Linked DNA regions of Canis lupus: region 2 is linked to region 1. A link is a contact called in public Hi-C data. All regions are on one chromosome and are shown on one strand. Each heading gives the region's core, a stretch centred on a gene start, on an enhancer-like site or on the middle of the called end of the contact. The rest is flanking DNA. Distances are from core to core; before and after follow the strand shown. Region 1 holds the start of ESD (S-formylglutathione hydrolase). Region 2 holds the start of LRCH1 (leucine-rich repeat and calponin homology domain-containing protein 1).

The links. A called contact is a pair of places that touch in the nucleus more often than the background predicts.
Region 2: a Hi-C map of blood shows a contact between it and region 1, with 2.4 times the contacts expected there. The contact joins the promoter of LRCH1 here to the promoter of ESD in region 1. A contact is called at or near these places in 2 of 9 Hi-C or Micro-C datasets (both in blood).

The regions. Positions count from the first base shown.
Region 1 is chr22:4,505,469-4,510,306 of UU_Cfam_GSD_1.0, reverse strand. ESD (S-formylglutathione hydrolase) reads right to left here and starts at 2,484. Exons shown (of 10, transcript XM_038569525.1): 1 at 2,358-2,484.
Region 2 is chr22:4,745,279-4,750,116 of UU_Cfam_GSD_1.0, reverse strand. It overlaps LRCH1 (leucine-rich repeat and calponin homology domain-containing protein 1), which reads left to right and starts at 2,140. Exons shown (of 19, transcript XM_038569532.1): 1 at 2,140-2,610. The coding sequence starts at 2,292. It overlaps LOC119865121 (a long non-coding RNA gene), which reads right to left and starts at 1,292. Exons shown (of 3, transcript XR_005375979.1): 1 at 1,174-1,292; 2 at 261-854; 3 at 1-106.

The DNA of each region.
Region 1 (4,838 bases), core at 1,235-3,734:
CATGAATAAATAAAATCTTTAGAAAAAAATAAATAAAAGTAAGTGTTGGGGCACTTGGGTGGCTCAGTGAGGTGAATGCCCTGACTCTTGATCTCCACTCAGGTCATGAACTCAGGGTTTTGAGATGGAGCCCCACATGGAGCTCTGCACTGGGTATGAAGCCTGCTTAGGATTCTCTTACTCTGTCTGCCCTTCCCCCACTCTCCCCATTCCCAAAATAAATAAATAAAAAATCAATTTAAAATTAAGTGTCGGGGATCCCTGGGTGGCTCAGCAGTTTAGCGCCGCCTTCAGCCCAGGGTGTGATCCTGGAGACCCGGGATCGAGTCCCACGTTGGGCTCCCTGTGTGGGGCCTGCTTCTCCCTCTACCTGTGTCTCTGCCTCTCTCTCTCTGTCTCATGAATAAATAACATCTTTAAAAAATAAAATAAATAAAATTAAATTGTCTATCTCTCACCCTCAAACCATTTTTTCCTTCCTTTTCCTGTCTCTCTTTTCATTCATGCCTGTCTTGCCCAATCTATGTGTGAAATGTCTTAAAGTTACCACCCTGCTTTAAATTTCCACTGCCACCATCCTAATTATACACAAGAAATTAAAACTTAGGCTCCTACTTTGTCTTCTTGTATGTCCCACTAAAATCAATCCTACACGGGAGCCTAGGGCTTTAATACAGGTGACTTACCACTTCACGGATACCTAGACATGTTCCATGGTCAGGCCTGACATGCCTCCGGGCAACTGTTAGTCATTTTGATTTTTTTTTATTTGATTTTTAAAAACTGTGATAAAACATTTGACATAGAATTTACCGTCCTAACCATTTTTAAAGTGTATGATTCAGCGGTGTTAAGTATACTGCCAATTCTAGAAACTTGGTCAGCTTGCCCACGTAACTAGCAGAGAAGAAATCTTGGCCATCTCCATGGGGCAGCTACAAGCATGGAGGGAATCCCGCTGGCCTAGTGAACGTAAGATTTTATTTATTTATTCATGATAGACACAGAGAGAGAGAGAGGCAGAGACCCAGGCAGAGGGAGAAGCAGGCTCCATGCAGGGAGCCCGATGTGGTGGGACTGGATCCCGGGACTCCAGGATCAAGCCCTGGGGCAAAGACAGGCACTAAACCTCTGAGCCACCCAGGGATCCCCACCTTTTTTTTTTTTTTTCAAGTCTGATGCCATCAAAACTTCATGAAATTGAAACGATGAAGAGCTGACAAAGACATAAAGGTGAATAAAACTCCATATACGGGTCAGCCCGGGGGGGAGGGGGGGGGGGCTCAGCGGTTTAGCGCCTCCTTCAGTCCAGGGCGTGATCCTGTGATCCTGGAGTCCCGGGATCGAGTCATCGAGTCCCGCGTCGGGCTCCCTGCGTGGAGCCTGCTCCTCCCTCGGCCTGGCTCTCATGAATAAATAAACAAAATCTTAAAAAAAAAAAACCCTCCATATATACTTTGGTCGCATTTTAACCGTGTATAAGCCATAGTCTCTTTCCCATCATAAAAATCCACCTGGCTAGCCCACATATACATTTTTAAACCACCACGGGCGGGACACTGAGCATCCACGAATCCCAAACACCTTAGCCTGTCTTCAATGGTCCCAGGTTGCTTTTCTGGCCGAAGGTCGTATCATCTCCAGTCTGTCAGCCCCGGCTACGCAGAACCGAGGCACAGCCGGGGGGGGGGGGGGGGGGGGGGGGGGCACGGGGCGGCCTCCGCCAGCGCCGAGGTGTAGCAGGTTCAGAGCTGGTTCTGGGGCCACACCCTCCGGCTCCACCCCGTGCTGCTGCTGCTGCTGCTGCTGCCGCCAAGCCAGGTGATCTTCCTAGGACTCGCTTCCCCGTCTATAACACGGGGATGCCATCCGCTCCAGCCCACAGGGCCGCCCCCGAGATGAGCGGCCTCAATTCCACCCCTGACTGTCACCCGCGGGCCACCGCGCGCACCAACCAACGCTGCTTCTTCCAATTCCAGAGACCTCGGGGCCCCCAGGTGGGCGCGGGCGCCGCCTCCCGGGTGACGTCATCCGGGAGCGACCCCCAGGCGCGCCTGCCCAGGCGGTGACCGCTTTGAGGTCTGGGTCTCACCGCACCGGGTACGCGTGGACTTCGCGCGGCGGCGACCGGCCCAGACGGCCGGGGGGAGGAGCTACGCCAAGTGCAAGGAGCCAAGTAAATGCAGCGGCTCGGAGGCCGCAGGGCAGTCCTATGGGGAAGTTCCGGTAAGGACAGGGGGCCCGGCCGAGGTCCCGGCCGCGGCGCCCGGGATCAGGCCTGCTGGACTCGCCGCGGGCCCCGGCGCAGCCGCGGACACACCGAGGACAGTTAGGACCCTCCCCACACGCGGCCTTACCTCGCGATCGGCGGCGGCGGCGGCGGGAACCCGAGCTGCAGCGGGAGCGGAAAGGCGGGGCCGCGTTATGGCCGCGGGCGCCGACACTGGAGTCGCTCTGCCTCGACCCCGCCCCCGCAGACCCCGCCCACGCTCGGACACGCCCACTTCCGGGCAGTACTTCCGGAGTCCCTGGGGGGCCCTTGGCACCGCCCAGCCTCGGCCCCGCCCCCGCGGAGCCCGCCCACTTCGGGGCACGCCCACTTCCGGATCATACTTGGGTCCCTTTGGCTCCTTGGCAGCAGGGGTCCAGCCTCGACCCTCGCCCCCGCCCACTTCAGGGCAGACAGACCCCGCCCACTTCAGAGCACGCCCACTTCCGGGTCGTGGTTCGTGGGTCCCTTCGGCTCCTTGGCACCGCCCAGCCTCGACTCCGCGCCGATAGAACTCGCCCACTTCAGAGCACGCCCACTTCCGGGTCGTACTTCGTGGGTCCCCTAGGCTCCTTGCCACCCCCAGCCGCGGCCCCGCCCCTTCTGCTCCTTTGGCCCCGCCCAGCCGCGGCCCCGCCCCTCTGCTCCGCGGCCCCGCCCCTTCTCAATGGCCCCGCCCGGTCACTGCCCCGCCCCTTCTGCTCCTCGGCCTCGCTCCGTCTTCTCCTTGGCCCCGCCCAATCAGGGCCCGCCCTTTCTGCCTCTTGGCCCCGCCCAGCCGCGGCCCCGCCCCCACGGTCCCCACCCTCCCTCTGCACCTGCTCCTCCGCCCTAGGGTCACGGGCCTCTCCTCCCTCGGTGGCTGGTGAGGGATTCCTGGCCCGGGACCAGCCAGCGCCGCCCACCCTCTCCCCAGGGGTCAAGGTCTGGCCCCACTTAACTGGTGGAAAACATTTCCAAGCAGGTTTTGAAAGTATTTTAAAACAAGATTATAATACCGCGTCTGGGAGCCTCCATCCCCCAAATCTTTGCAGGTCACCTGCTTAGTAGCTGGAGTTGAACAGGCATCATTTTTATCTTTTATTTTAATTCCGGTGTAGTTACTAACCTAGGGTCACGTTCCTTTCAGATGGGCAGTGTGATGCAACGGCTCATGGACCCACCGCCCATCCGCAGGAAGAGTCCTTTCAAATCTCCAGCGCCGGACACATAGCAGACACACTGCACCCGTGTTCCCTATTCTGAATATAACTTAGTTGAATTAATAGTTGCTGGTTGATAACTTACAGCAAATCTTGATTTTTTTGTTTTTCACTTGATATAATTGAACTGATTGTGCATGTACTTTGGCTTTTGAGAAAATTAAATCTGATCACAAAAAAAAACTTTTTTTTTTTTAAAACCAACAGCTAGACTGAGTGTAAATGATACAATATGAAAGACAGGACTAGTTTCATGGGGGTATAAGCCCAAAAACAGGGTTCATATCTCAGAAGGACCCTGCACTTGGTTTAACTCTCTGCTTGGTGAAATTATTTCCTATTCCACATTGTTAATACTTTTTTTTTTTAACACGGATTTCCCATATTTTCCTATTGCACTGAGCCCTGCAAATCATGTGGCTGATGCTGTTGAAATGACCTCTGTGAGAGGTGACATTATAAACATGGATGCAAGAATCTGTCCCGTGGCCCATTGACCTGTGGACTGACCTACCCTGTGGGCCGAACCTGTGGACCTGCAGATCGATTGAGACTCAGTCCAAAAATAATGTTTATCTAATCAAAATAAAGATTGTATTCTGAGAAACTATTGAATTGAAAATTTCTTTCCACTTTCTATTTTAAATATAAATCACTGAAAAGGGAATTTTCTTCAAGCTGAGTTTCACAACTAAGATAGCATACCCAGGTTTGCAAGTTATTTGATGGAAAATATTTGAAGAAGGTTAGAAGGTGTTTATTTAATAAAATGATTGTTGTGGGGTGCAAACCAGCCTACCAACTGTGTGCATGAAGTCTTTTATGAAAGGGTTCTTGTGTTAATGCAGTATGATAACCAGAACTATAATTTCTTTTACTCAGCATAAGTAATATTACAATAGATCCAGTAAATTTCTGTTTCTTCTTTGAAATAGTTTATGTACATTCATACCTACCTATATATGGAAGCAAAGTAAGCTGAAGTCATAAGGTTGACATTTCTAATAATGAAACTAGTAATAAAAAATGGATGAATATTAACCACTTGAAGAAATAGACCAAAAATTACCTGTAAATATGTGGCTGAGAAGATTTAAAGACTGTTTGAAGTAAAATAAATAGGATATAATCTTAGGGAGGCAATAAAGAGATGTAACGAGTGAAAAAAACTCAACTCTGCTTAAGATCTTGGGGAAAGGAGACGATTTTTGAGAGAACCTGGAAAAGACACCATACGTGAAGATGAGAAGTGTTCATATGGCTTTCCCACAGACCTGATTAGCATTCCTCAACCTTGGCACCATTGACATTTAGAGTCAAATAATTCTTTGCTGTGGGGAGCTACCCCATGCACTGTAGGATGCTTA
Region 2 (4,838 bases), core at 891-3,390, 240 kb before region 1:
GGGGATAATAGAGGTTGGTGAGAGAGGAGGTTTGGGGGGAGGAGGAAGCCAGCAGGTGGCGCTTGTCTCCTCCACCAGATCAGCACATTTGACTCCGCCTAGAATCCTGCAGGAAGGAAGGGCCACCGTGCATGCAGTCAACGCAAGTGACACACATCAGGTCACACCTCAGTGCCCAGGACATGAAGTCACACTTCCAGCCTGTTGCCCAGGCCATCAGCATCTTTCTGCACCACCGTCTGGGAGCCCGGCTCACCCACCTGCAGGGCTGTAGGATTTTCCCACATGCATCCTCCTGTCTCCCAGCCAAGCCCCCTGGAGTGACCCTGGTGACAGTCACCTCGCAAATGAAGGCCCTGGAGAGCTGGAGCTGCGACTTCAGAGCGAGCAGTGGGGTTTTCTCAGTCCTCAGCTGGTGGGCCCTTTGCTGCCCGTGCTGTGCCAGCCTCTGTCTGGGCAGACCGGGAACTTGCTTTCGCGTCGGTCCCCAGGTCCTTTGGGGGGCAAGCCTCAGCCGCACGGGGACACCGTGCCGGGCTCTGGGCGCAGGCCCAACCTGTGCTGAGTCACCGGCTAGTCGGGGTCACCGGTTTCCTTACCTCGTCTGCACCATGCAACCTGGGGCCCGGGAGGATGGATCCCGTCCAGCACGAGAACCACCCTCATTTACAAAGTCCTTCCTTTCCGTGTCCGTCCCCTCGGCCCTCCCATCGCTCAGAAAACCTTCCACCCGACTCTGCCTTGGTCTCTTTGCCCCCGGGGTCGGGCCCAGGACTATCGGGGACGAGGGCAGCCCTACAGGTGCGAGGGTTACAATCCGCATCCAGCTCCGCCTCTGGCTGCACGGGTGTGACCTTAGACCAAACAACAAATAAGTAAAATAAAATATATTTTTTTAAAAAAAATCTAACTTCCTCTGTAGTCTGGGGGAACCACTTTTCCTCCCACGGACTCCCTGGAATTAATGAGATGATGAACGTAGACTGCTTAGGCCGCCTTGAGTGCTCGCAGGCACCCACATGCGGGGGTGGGGTGGGGGCGGTGGGGGGGGGTGGGGGGGGGGTGGGGGGGGTGGGGTCTGACCCCACCGTGAAGAACGACGGCCTCTTGGGGGGGGGTAGGTGTGCGGGTCAAAGAGCCAGAGTCGTTCGCAGAATTGAGATAACCCGTCACCTCCTCGTGATGTCACTGCACTGGAACCCCCGAGGTCTGCAGCCTCGCCGGCGTCTTCTCGGAGCCCCTAGAAGCCCTCGGCCCCCGTTCTCCCCCCTACCCCCCGCCCCCCGGTACGCTGAGCAGCAAGAGGGAACCCAGAAGCGTGCGGCGCGGAGGGGAAGGTGACCCGGGGGCGGAGCCGGGGGGCGGAGCGGGGCTGGACTGACAGCTCGCAGCAGCAGGAGGAGCAGCGCGCGGCGGCGGGAGGAGGGCGCGGGGGCGGGGCCGGACTGACAGCTCGCAGCAGGAGGAGCAGCGCGGGGGCGGGGCGTGGGCGGGGCGTGGGGCGGAGCCGGGGGCGGGGCGGGGCTGGACTGACAGCTCGCCGCAGCAGGAGGAGCAGCGCGCGGCGGCGGGAGGAGGGCGCGGGGGCGGGGCGTGGGCGGAGCCTGGGGCGGGGCGTGGCTGGACTGACAGCTTGGAGCAGCAGAAGCGCGCGGGGGCGGGGCGTGGGCGGAGCCTGGGGCCGGCGTGGGCGTGGCGTGGCTGGACTGACAGCTCGCAGCAGCAGCAGGAGCCGCGCGGGGGAGCGGCGGGGGCGGAGCCTGGGGCGGGCGGGGGCGGGGCGGGGCTGGACTGACAGCTCGCAGCAGCGGGAGGAGGGCGCGGGGGCGGGGCGGGGGCGGAGCCTGGGGCGGGCGGGGGCGTGGCGTGGCTGGACTGACAGCTCGCAGCCGCAGCCGGAGCCACGCGGGGGCGGGGCGGGGGCGGAGCCTGGGGCGGGCGGGGGCGGGGCGGGGCTGGACTGACAGCTCGCAGCAGGAGGAGCCGCGCGCGGCGGCGGGAGGAGGGCGCAGGCCGGGCGGAGACACATGCGCGCTGCCGGCCGCCGCCGCCGCCGCCGCCGCAGTCCTCGGCTTCCCGGGGACAGGAAGCCTCGGAGCCCGAGCCCGCCGAGCCCGCCGCCCCCGCCGCCCCGCGGCCCGCGCGCCCGCCGCCCCGCCCTCCGGTCCGGCAGGATCCCTCGCCGCGGGGCCCTGCGGGGGCCCGGCCCGCACCGCAGCCTCCGGGTCCCGGGGCCCGGCTGCGACCCCCCCGCAGCAGCGGCGGGGCGGGGTGGGGGGGCCCGCGGGAAGATGGCGACGCCGGGGAGCGAACCCCAGGCTTTCGTCCCTGCCCTGTCCGCCGCTGCGCTGCACCCTCAGCATCACGCCCACCAGCAGCACCAGCACCAGCACCAGCAGCACCACGGAGGCACCGCCGCGGGCAGCGGGGTCGCGGGCGGCGGCGGCGGCGGCGGCGGCGGCGGCTTCAACCTGCCCTTGAACCGGGGGCTGGAGCGCGCGCTGGAGGAAGCGGCCAATTCCGGGGGGCTGAACCTCAGCGCCCGGAAACTGAAGGAATTTCCCAGGACCGCGGCCCCGGGGCACGACCTCTCGGACACGGTGCAGGCAGGTGAGGAGGGCCGAGCGGTGGCCGGCGGTCGCGCCCTCGCCCGGGGGGGTCGGGGGCGCGCGTGGGCGCGGGGAGGCGGCGGCGCAGCGCGCGGGGGGCTGGGGTGCGGCGTCCGCGGGCGCGCGGGCCTCGGGGTCCCCCCCCCCCACCGCGGCGGCCCGGGCCGGGCCTGAGGCTTCCGACCCCGCGAGCCCGGGGTTCGCGCCAGGCGTCGCCCGCCGGGACGGGGACACCCAGACAAAGGGGGCGCCCCCGGGGCCGACCCCGAGGGCAGCGGGCGGTGCAGCCGGGGCCCCGCGACCTCCGGGGCGGCGGGCGGCGGGCGGCGGGCGGCGGGCGGGGGCCGGGCTTCCTCTTCCTTCCAGCCAGCCCGGGGCGCAGCCCCCCCCCCCCAACCCCAACCCCAACCCCTACCCCGGGCCCGGCTCCCGCGTCCGTCCTGCGCCCGACGCCCCCGAGGGCTCGGTGACCCGATCCTTGCGGGGGCGGCGGGAGGGGACGGCTCGGGGCAGTAAAGGCAAAGCCATTAAAGTGAGCCGGTTCTGCTGCGTGAGCCCGGCAAGTTGCGACTCGCGCCCGGGAGCGCGGCTCCCGAGTCCTGCCCTGCGTTGCCCTGTTCCCGAGACGTCTGCTCGCTCCCGAGGGCTGGGGCTGCAGCAGGGGACCTCTGCACGGGAAGGAGGGGCTGGGGCCTTGGGACCCCTGCAGGACGTGCCTGCGGTTCAGCTCCCCACCCCCACCCCAGCAGCTCCCCACCCCAGCAGCTCCCCCCCCACCCCATCAGCTCCCCACCCCAGCAGCTCCCCCACCCTCCCCCACCCCCCACCTCATCAGCTCCCCCACCCCCCTATCTCATGAGCTCCCCCACCCCCTACCCCATCAGCTCCCCCACCCCCACCCCATCAGCTCCCCACCCCATCAGCTCCCCCACCCCCACCCCATCAGCTCCCCACCCCATCAGCTCCCCCACCCCCACCCCATCAGCTCCCCACCCCATCAGCTCCCCACCCCATCAGCTCCCCCCCACCCCATCAGCTCCCCCCCACCCCATCAGCACTCCCCCCCCCCCCCCCCCCCCCCCCCCGCCCCCGGGGAGGGTTGGCAGCTCGGGGAGGGCGCCCAGCCTTTCCCCACACACAGTGGGTGTCCTGCTTTGGGAACCACTGCCCAGACCTCCTGGCTGTCATCACCTCCCGGGCTCAGATGGCTGAGTGGCTAAAGTCTCAGCTCCAGAGCTCCCAGTTTGGAGAAGTAGGGGTGGGGGTGGGGGTGGGGGTGGGGAAGGGAGCAAGGCTTTTTTGGAGCTAGGTCTCCAGTGCTTTTTGTTTCCCACTTCAATCCGGTAAACATTTATGGAGCGACCTAATGAGTATTTGAAAAGAGTTCCAAGTTCACTGGAGGCAAAAAAGGGCTTCTCCAGGGTCATTAAACTTTGCGACTTGTTTGAGGGAGCATCAGGCATCGCCGAAAAAGAGGGAGTTTCCAGAGTTGAGCTCTCAGCAGCTGGGGAGTCTCTTCCTTAGGACCTCTTAGTTACATTTTCTCAAGGGGAAGTTATTCCAAGAATTGCCTGAATCATTAACTTAAAAAAAATCTGTTGTTAAGTCCTGGTTCCCGTTTGCCCTAGAATATACCAGGGAGTCTGGAAGGATTGAATATGACTGCAGAAAAGCTGGCATGACCAGTAATATGTGTTTGCACCGTCTGCAGGGGGGTTTGAAGGTTGTGTGTCCACTTCAGTTGTGCAGATGTTTATTCCCAAAGTTGAGTGAACTTGGTGTGTCTGCCGTGTCAGCATTTCTTTGAGACACGTGCTTTTAAAAGCAGGGACCACCTTTTCCAGCTAGGACATTGCCGTGTGAGATACATGCCCAGCAGCGTCCTCATTCTCCTCTCTTGCTCCCTTGTGGTGGTGGACGTCAGTGGTGAGTTTGGCCAGATTGTAATTACAGCCCTCCCTTGCACACGTTTAATGTTCAGAAAATTCTAGCTAGTTAACACTCAACTTAACATTAATTTCCCAACAACAGCAGCAACAACAACAGAAAGCAATGTGAGTTTTGGGATGGGGCATGTCAGCAAAGTTGGTAGCAGTTTGGGACAACCTGGAAAAGGTAAAGCGTGTTCAAGGTAACCAGCTATTTCATGTGAAATGTGAGCGCCCCGACGTGTTCAGGGGTTGCTTCCTCAAAACATCTTTGCCTCAGGTCAAACGCTGGCTATAGACC